Linked DNA regions of Ovis aries: regions 2 and 3 are each linked to region 1. The links are chromatin contacts, called in public Hi-C maps. All regions are on one chromosome and are shown on one strand. The core of a region is the stretch at or near the end of the contact, and the rest is flanking DNA. Distances in the headings are between cores, read along the strand shown.

Region 1 (2,917 bases), core at 188-2,687:
CTCTCCCTAGTATGTTCCTTGAGCAGGTCCAGAGAACACAGATGTAATCACGTGATTCTCCGCCCCTTCTCTAGCTCCCGTGGCTCCTCCTCCCAGAAAACGAAGTGCATCCTCCTCTGCCTAGCATCCAAGGCTCCACCCTTCTCCCTGGCTCCGCACGTCCTACGCGTGGGCCAAAGCAAGGACGTGCTGCCACTCGTGAGCTTTACGACCGCCACGCCTCAGCATGGCTGTTCCTTCTGTCTAGGCTGTCTTTCCCTCTTTTTCTGGCCTAGTGAACTCCTACTCATCCCCCAAAGCCCAGCTCACCTGGCCCCTCTGTTTGCTGACAGGGAAACGAGGCCAGAGAGAGGGAGTGATGTGCTGCCCCAGGCTAACCCTAACCCTCCCTGGCTGGGGCAAGCCTACAAGCACGGAAAAGCCAGGAGAGGCTTCCAAACTGAGAGATGACGTGTCTGGCTTCACAGCTGACTGCAGAGACGCACCTGTAACAGGGTGAGGTTGGGGGAGACGGGGGTCTTCCGGGGGTGGGGAGGACGGCCATCTGGTTATACTCTACACAGAGAGCTTAGGGGACCAGACAGGGGTGGGGTCTGAGGCTGAAGCTGAGAGGAGCTGAGGACGACTCCTAGATGTGTTCCCTCCATAAACGGCCTCCATGAAGAGGGGATGAAATGCCGAGAGCAAGTCCCTGGGACGATTCTCTCTGCTTCGCCCTCTTCACACCCAAGAGAAGGGGAGGCCTTTGAAGGCAGGCAGCCTCGGCCCCTCCGGTGGCAGGCAGGTCCTCTCGGCCAAGCCTCCTCCTCCAGGGACTACAGTCTTCCCCAGGGTATCCGTGGACATTCAGCCAGGGCCCATGGGAGGCTGCAAAGGCTGGTGGGGTGGGGAGGCCGGGTGGGCGGTGGGCAGTCTCTGGACGGAGCTGCTCTCTGTGGACCATGCGGGCCAGGGAAGGGAGCTGGGGTGCTCAGGATGGGGGTTCTGGAAGGCGGGAGCCCTGGAGTCCCCCAGCAGGGCCCAGGCTGGGGGACAGGCACGGGAGAAGGCACGGGAGAGGACCTCACGGATCACGAGGGCTCAGGCCTGAGACAGAGGGGACAGCCCCTCTGTGATGGGGGGGGGGTCACACGGGCATCAGGAAGGGGCCATTCTTAGTGCCCCCGAAGTTGAGCCTCAGGTGTCCCTGGGCAGGGGGCAGTTTCATCCACAACGGGGACACTAAGTAGACAGGGATGGTCATGCAGGGTCACATTCTGTTGGTGGGGGGTGGGGGGTGTCCTACCGCCCTGGGAGGGCAGGATTACGACCTCCCCAAGTACAGCTCAGGACGCTGAGGCTCAGAGAGGAAGAGGCACCAGCCCCAGCCAGCACTGGCAGAGCGGCGGCCCCCTCCCAGGCGGCCAACCTGCGCCCGAGGCAGTGAGGCCCTGGCGGGCACCAGAGGGGCTGGGTGGAGTGCCGGCATCCTGGGTGGGGCAGGCCCTGGGTGGTCAGGCTGTGCCAGGCACAGCAGAGAACGGACAGGGCCCTGGAACTCTGGCCCCATTCAAGTGAGAAGAAAGAAATGCCTGCATTTCTTTGTCTGCCAACTCAGCTGTCCAGGGATGGCGGGGGGTTGTGCCTGTAAAGGTCTTTGTCTGCAAGCGGAAAACACCTCTGAGGAAAGAACCCATTTGCAGGAGCCTCGGGAGGTGAGCACATCCTGAAGGCCTGAGGTCAGGAGGGAGACGTGGATTACCTGGGGGAGTGGCCGAGTGGCCCTTTCCAGCCTGAGTTCCGCCCCCCACCGGCCCTGATGATAGGCTGGGAACAGCCAGCGCTTAGCTCCCTCTTCTGTGGGCCAGTGCCGGGGCCAGATTCTAAGAGGGGGAGAGGCTCCTCGACGCAGCAAATCCACACACGAAGGAGAGGGAGTCTTGTCTGGCGGCGACAAGGCCGTCCCTTAACACCGTTCCCTGCCCTGGCTCTCACCCCACGCGGGGCCTTGCCTGCTCCTTCCAGGGTTGGAGGGGCTGCTGAGCACCCGTTTAACAGCTTGTGGAGAGCAGGGAAAGCAAGGCACTCATCCGTTTTTGATGGGCTCCCAGCACTGGGTTAGAAGGACGACCCTGTACGTCAGCGAAGAGCTACCCGACTGCAGGCCTCCGTGGTCCGCCCTCCCCAGGACTGGCCGTGTGTACGCATCTCACTGGCTATAGCGTGGGCAACTTCAAAACATGCCCGTAATTCTCCTTCCTCTCCTAACGAGACGGAGCCTATTCCCCCACCTCTTGCCTCTTGAGTCTCAGGCCTCTTTTCGGCCAACGGGACCTTAACAAAAATGGTACCAGCAAAAGCTGGAAAAGTGCTCTCACACTGGGGCTTTCCCGTGTGTTGTTTTGGGATGCTGAGCTGCCTCGGAACAAGCCCAGGCTAGCCTGCAGGGTGATGAGACTATAGAGACCAGCTGCCTATGGCACCCCAGCCAGGAGCCAGCCAGTCTCCAAAAGAGTGACCCCAATGCCATACAGCTGACCTAATGGGGGGAGCCCAGCAAAGCCCAGAAGAACTGCCCAGCCAAGCTTTGTCCCAACTGCCAAGTAGCAGGACCATGAGTCAAACAAATGGCTGCTCCAATTTGGGGATGGGTGTTACACAGCAAACGCTAACTGATACATATGTTTCACTCTATCTACTCACCTGCTCACTTGAGTAACTACTTCAAGCTTCCTATATGCCTTTTTTTTCCCCCACTCTGGGCAATAACAGGTTTGATGTGCTAACTATATATATTTTTTTCTAAAATACATTAAGAAAACTATATCATTTTCAGACAACATAAGGACATATACCTGCCTTTGGGAAACAATCCTCACAGAGATCCCATGGGTGTAGGAACGATTCATTGCCCTCATTTGACAGTTAAGGAAACTGA
Region 2 (2,917 bases), core at 274-2,773, 200 kb after region 1:
GTTCTTCAGGCAAGCTATCATGGGTATTTCACTACCATTTGGAAAACGCTATTATACCATTAATAATAATAAAAAATTTAAGCCAAGGAGAAAAAGAAAAGCCTAAATGATGAATTGGGAAATGGATAAAGTTGGGCATAACTGCTCATTTTAACAAAAGGATTCCTTAGGTAAGGGATTTTGCACCAGTGTCCCTCTAGGGCGCTAAAACTAGGATTCACTTTGACACATAGCCTGGCGGAAACATGACCAGCTGGGAGAGAGAGGCTGACCAGAGGCCTTCCGTGATGTCACTTCCAACAGAGCGATAATAACTTTGCGATTTCGCTTATCTGCTCCGTCCCCTCCAGGCCGGAGGGGACAATGTGAGTGTGCTTGGATTGCACAGGATTCCTGGGACACCATCCACATTCTATTTTGATTCTGGCACTTGGTAACCTTTCTTCTAGGAAAGAGAACAACCAAAAAAGCCACCCGTTGGTGATATTCAGTTGTCCTGAGGAAGCAAGGGCAGCAAGGCCACCCAGGGCAGACTGAGCAGAGGCAGGCGTGGCCCCGGGTCATTTTAACAACACTCCGGGCCTGATGTTTGATGGTGGCCTGCAACCAGCTCTGCCAACCTGCCATGGAGATGACCTGTCCTCTCCTTGTTATTTGAGCCCTAGGTTTTTCCTGGGCAAGAGCTGACAGTGACGTCATCACCTCGTGATGCTGTTGGGTGACCTTGTTCAAAGAGCTAGTTCCACCCGTTTCCCCTGGATCCTAAAGTTGTATGAGAGAAACACCGCCTTGAAGCAAGGAGGGAGGGGGGTCGAAACTCTGCACAGGGGAAGCCCCCTGCCCTTCATCTGACTTCCAAATCCGCATCGATTCACTTTTATCCAACCCACTTGCTAGCAGTCCTCAGCCTGGGAAAGTCTTAAAGGAAAAACCACGGCAGATGTCAATGTGATGATTACTTTTTAAATACTGTTATAATAGAGTCAGCCAGGTAGAAACTATGACCTCATAAAGAAGAGCTCTGATCCTTATTACAAGACAGAGGAGTGTTCACAAGTGGTCTTTTGTACTCTGGAGGAATACAGAGGCCTGACAGTCAGGAGTCAGGGAGCACATGGCATGGAACCACTGGTTTAATTAGGAAAACAAGAGATACTCTGAACTCCACTGCACGCCGGCCCTAAGCCAGATCCTGCGCGAACGTCACTGAAGGCTCAGCCTCCTGAGCGCAGCTACCACCCTCAGGTCAGGGAGGAGCAAACTGAGGCTCAGAGGCTGGGCCACTAAGCAGTCGTGCTGGCAAACAAACACAAGGCCTCTGGGCTCCAAATCTCTCCTCTTCGTGGAGCACACACTGCTGGCTTGCAAATACCATCACCAGGAGTTTTTTCAAGAACTCCAAGCCGAGGCTCTGCCAATCAGTAACAGAATGACCGCAGGCCTTCCGGCAACACACAGAGCTTAAGCTGAAAGGACAGTGCACAGCTGAAGGCCCTGAGGCCGCGAGGTGAAAACATCCCCTCAACGGTGGCAGCCTCCTGACTCAAATCCCGACGAGGGCGCTCCACCGCCCGCCAACTACAGGCGCGCACAGGACAGTGCTGACCCGAGGCATCTTGTCTGGGATGTGGCCGGGCCGGCGATGGGTCTCGTTTTAACTCAGCAGTATGTGGGCACGCAGGGCGTTTCACCCGACGACTTGCTCCCTGGGGCCTGAACAGCTCGCGATTTTCTTTCCTTCTTTGCTCCTGGTAGCGACAGATACTGTTAGGCTGGAGCTCCGCACGCTGTCCGGGTTTAAGGAAATAAATGGGCGGCAGAAAGGCACGGAGCGCAGCGCCACCTGCTGCCGCCAGCGGACGCGGCCGTGGGGCGAGCCCGGGGCCGGAAGCCGGGCGGAGCGCGAGCCCGGGTGCGGCCCTCCTCGGCCCTCCCTGCAGGCGAGGCGCTGAGGCCGGAAGCGGGACGCGCAGGCCCTTTCGCCGGAACTCGCCCGACGCGGACGCGAGAGCTGGTTGCAGACGCTGCTCCTCGCAGCCGACCCCCCCAGGGGAGACCCCCGCCCTCTGAGGCGGGTGGGCGCTCTGCGGGGGCAGCGCCGGGGGCACAGCGCCGGGGCCTGCCTCACCCGCGGGTGTGCGATGCCCGCGGTGCCCCGGATCCCCGTGCAGTCACGGACTGGGGCCGCGCACGCGCCGGTCTTGCACGTTGGTCGCTCCCCTGCCCTCACCAGGCCACGCGGGGAAAGCCGGGCTTACGGAGCACCGAAACCACGCTGAGCCAGGATGCGCGGGCAGCCACCGACAAACACGTGCTGGGCACCCGAGAAAGGGGAGAGGAAAGGAGGCAGGGAGGAAAAAGTCTGCGTGCGACCAGGAGGGGCCGAGCAGACTCCACGTCACTAACGCCAGGGCCCGTGTGCGGCCTCGCTCCTCCAGTCACTGGCCTCCCTGCAGACCCCTGACCGGGCGAAAACGGCTCCCGCCTCGGAGCTCCCAGGGGCCTGGACTCACGCCCCTTGCCCCTTGCTGCTGCTCAGAGGACAGCTCAGACCGGACCCGCTTCCGCCACCATCGGCTCAGCCCCGCACCCCGCCCGCCGCGTCCTGCACAGCACCGGCGCTGGGCAGTTTGTGGTCAGTGCCCCACTGACAGAGCCTGGCACCGAGAGCTCGTTTGAGAATAAATTTTAATTGAGTTAAATTTTTTCACATTCATGGTCCTCGTGAAACCTATCTGGGGAGGAAAAAAAAAAGTGGGGATAGTTGGAATACAGTGAGTGAGTGACCTGAGCAAACTGAATGGGCCTCCCAGGACTGCCTCCCCTTCATGACATCCAAACCCAAGGTCCGCGATGTGTCAGTGACGTTCTGAGATCTGTCCTGGCTTCTTAAAGAAACGCTTCCCAGCCCTTACAG
Region 3 (2,917 bases), core at 298-2,797, 160 kb after region 1:
CCGGGAGGCGCATGAGGGGCGGCACCTCGATGAAGCCCATGGGAGAACTTCAGCTCCGTGGAGGTGGGGGGAGGTGGTAATCCTGGAAGGCTTCTCAGAGGAGGTGACCCTGAGTTGAGTCTTGAAAGACAGGACAGATTTAGAAATGTCCAGAACTCTAGAAGGTACTGAGTTTCATCTCCAGGTGGATATCTGAACACTGAGATCAGGAAGGACACAACAGCAAGGTGCCTTCCCTGGGTTCCCAATCTCTGCCATCCCCAATCCAGGTACCTCATTTCCAGGTGAGAACAAAGAGCAAACTCGGGGCTCTAAGTAGGCAGGGATTTGAAGGACATCCAAAGACACTGGGCCCTCCAGACACTGTCCTCACCGACGGGCCACACTGCCTCAGATCCCACCATCAGCACCGCCCTGGAGACTGCAGCATTCTGCGGGAAGGACACGTGACTCGCCGCGGGAGGGGCGGGGGGGACACAGATTGCTCGTTTGCCTCTGAATATGAGACATGCTCAGTCGTGTCTGACTCCGTGACCCCATGGACTGTAGCCCGCCAGGCTCCTCTGGAGTGGGTTGCCACGCCCTCCTGCAGGGGATCTTCCTGAAGAAACCTGTTGGAAGCCCTGAGCGCCGCGGGGTACAGGGGGACTGAGGGACCAGGGAGGGTGAGGCTCAGGTGGGCTTCGAGCCTCCACGGCTGCCATTCAGCAGGCTCCCTGCACGTCCCCGAGGGTCCCTTTTGACTCTGCCATTTCCCGAGGCAGCCCCTTCACACAAGGGTCCTGGGCGTTCAGAATCCCCTAAGTCTAATCTCCCAGGATTCTCATGGACTCCAAGAATTCTAAGGATTCTTTATTAAATATTGTCTTTCCATGGTATTTTTGAAAATCACACAAAGATACTGTGGTTCAGAGATTCCAGTTCTAGGCTCCAAGGGTTTAAGACTCGTCCTCCAGGGTCTAAGCCTTTACACTCCGTCCTCGTAAGATTTTATGTGGCCAATGTCCTGTCTCATCTAGACTCATAGCTGGAACCTCGTAAATGCAGTGAAGTCAGTGACTTATTTGTATGCGACCCATACTGTGATTTTTCTTTAAACCTAAATAAAACTAAAATTCAAACCTTTTTCTTTTAATTTCACCTCATTCTAAATAATGATGGTTTCTGTGAAATCGTGGATTTGATGTACGAACTGCTACTTTTCTAAAAACATACCAAAGAAGCTTTGGTAATGTAGATCCTGGCACCCCCTCAAACCACCCCAGGCACCACCGGCAATTTGGATACCACATTTCAGAAGCCGCTGCGCAAAGTGCCAACCCCTCATTCCTGCAGGGAAGGAAGCGTGGAAACACCCACTTGCAAGCGGGCAGCAGATCGCTGCCCCCTAGGGCAATTCTGTGGGCACTGAGAACACGAGGTCCACCCATACAGGGGTCTCGGCGCAAGGCCGGGCAGTCCCGCTGCGGGTGGAGGTCAGAGCTGGGAGGTTGGGTGCCCTTCTGAGCTCTCAGCCCTGAGACTGGAGTCGGGGCTGGAGCCTCCCGGGAATGCTATGCAATCACGCCGTCTAGTGGCCAAAATGCAAGCCGCTGAGGAGAAGAGCCAGGAGGGGTCAGCTCCTTGACTTGAGAGAACTGAAGATGAGACACGGGGGCGGATAACGGAGACGCAGAGCAAGCTGGCCGCTGGTCAGATACTAAACGGGCAGGACAGAAACAACTTCAGTACCCATCCACGGAGCACTGGTTAAAACTCACCGTGCGGGCGCTGCCAAGGGTGCCATGAAGATGTGCTATGGATACGGAGGGATGCTCAGCAGAGAGGGGAAGGAGCCCCCATCAAAGCAGCCCCACGCAGCTTATGCAGACACGAGTGCAAACCCACCTCGGGTCCCTCCAGGAGAGAATGGCTGGTACATCTTCCCCATCCACACCGCGGCTTGAGCCAGAACCCAGCACTCACTCAGGCCTCTCCCCCACCTCTCCCCCGGCTCCAATTGCCTTGCTCCTCTCCATCTCCACGGCTACCACCTTGGGCAGAGCCAGCATCACCTCTGCCTTCACCTCAGCCAAGAGAGCGATGCCGAATGCCAGCCAGAGCACGCCGCCTCCCATAAAATCCCCCAGCAGGCTCCTGCCCCCCTCTGCCGGCCTGCTCTCAGAGCCCCGGCCCTCGCACTCCACCCCTACCTGCTGAGCTGCTGTCACTTCCTCCAGCCCCTGTGGCTTCGCATGTGCTGGTCCCCGGCCCTCAAACACGCCTGGCTCTGCCCCTCTCCCGTCTGAAACGTCACCTCAAAGTCCAGGCCTGGGCACAGTGTTCCCTCCCCAGAGGTAATGGAACTTCATCTTTGCATTTCCTGATTTATTTGGGGGGAGCAAGTGGTATTGTGCTATAATGAGAAGAAAGTCAAATTATAAACATTTTAAAACAAAGTCAAGTGTAATTACTGGCACACGCTGCATTTAAAGAAGGGAGAGGCCGGTGCGTCTGGAAGTCTGGGTTTCTAGGTAGGTGAGGATCAGAAGGATGGACACATTAATCATGGGAAAGAGCACAACATTCCAGAAAGGAAAACGTGGGAGCACAGATGTGGCACATTTAATTCTGGTAGCAAATCCTCTCTCCCTCTCAGGATTCACCCTTCCCACATTCTCCGTGTTCGCAGTGAGGCCGATTCGCAATACGGGCGTTATGAATCGGTCTGAGCCAATGAGAGCCTCTCCTGGGATTTTTGCCCTTTTTTGCCTCCTCTGTTGAAGAGGGTGTTGCCTTTCCACTGGAGCCAGACCTCCCTTGCCAGAGCAAAGGGAAAGCCTGAGAGTGAACCTGCGCAGGAGAAACCGGAGTGGAAGACAGAGGGGGTCACAGTCAGGAGGGCCGTGTCGGAGCGTCTGGATCCGGCCACACCTGA

The links. Hi-C and Micro-C count contacts between places; a contact is called where the count stands out from the background.
Region 2: a Hi-C map of hypothalamus shows a contact between it and region 1, with 3 times the contacts expected there. The contact joins two enhancer-like sites. A contact is called at or near these places in 10 of 16 Hi-C or Micro-C datasets (blood, hypothalamus, liver and 5 more).
Region 3: a Hi-C map of hypothalamus shows a contact between it and region 1, with 4 times the contacts expected there. The contact joins two enhancer-like sites. A contact is called at or near these places in 12 of 16 Hi-C or Micro-C datasets (blood, hypothalamus, liver and 6 more).

The regions. Positions count from the first base shown.
Region 1 is chr19:57,746,949-57,749,865 of ARS-UI_Ramb_v3.0, forward strand. All of the region lies in intron 4 of SLC6A6 (solute carrier family 6 member 6), which reads right to left. Among named protein-coding and RNA genes, the nearest start is that of SLC6A6, 49 kb to the right of the region's middle. Within about 2 kb of position 1,438, at least 4 of the 54 cell types and tissues checked have an H3K27ac peak or open chromatin away from gene starts, as enhancers often do. A contact at or near this core is called in hypothalamus, where this site is marked.
Region 2 is chr19:57,946,743-57,949,659 of ARS-UI_Ramb_v3.0, forward strand. No RefSeq gene overlaps it. Among named protein-coding and RNA genes, the nearest start is that of LSM3, 16 kb to the right of the region's middle. Within about 2 kb of position 1,524, at least 33 of the 54 cell types and tissues checked have an H3K27ac peak or open chromatin away from gene starts, as enhancers often do. A contact at or near this core is called in hypothalamus, where this site is marked.
Region 3 is chr19:57,904,799-57,907,715 of ARS-UI_Ramb_v3.0, forward strand. No RefSeq gene overlaps it. Among named protein-coding and RNA genes, the nearest start is that of LSM3, 58 kb to the right of the region's middle. Within about 2 kb of position 1,548, at least 6 of the 54 cell types and tissues checked have an H3K27ac peak or open chromatin away from gene starts, as enhancers often do. A contact at or near this core is called in hypothalamus, where this site is marked.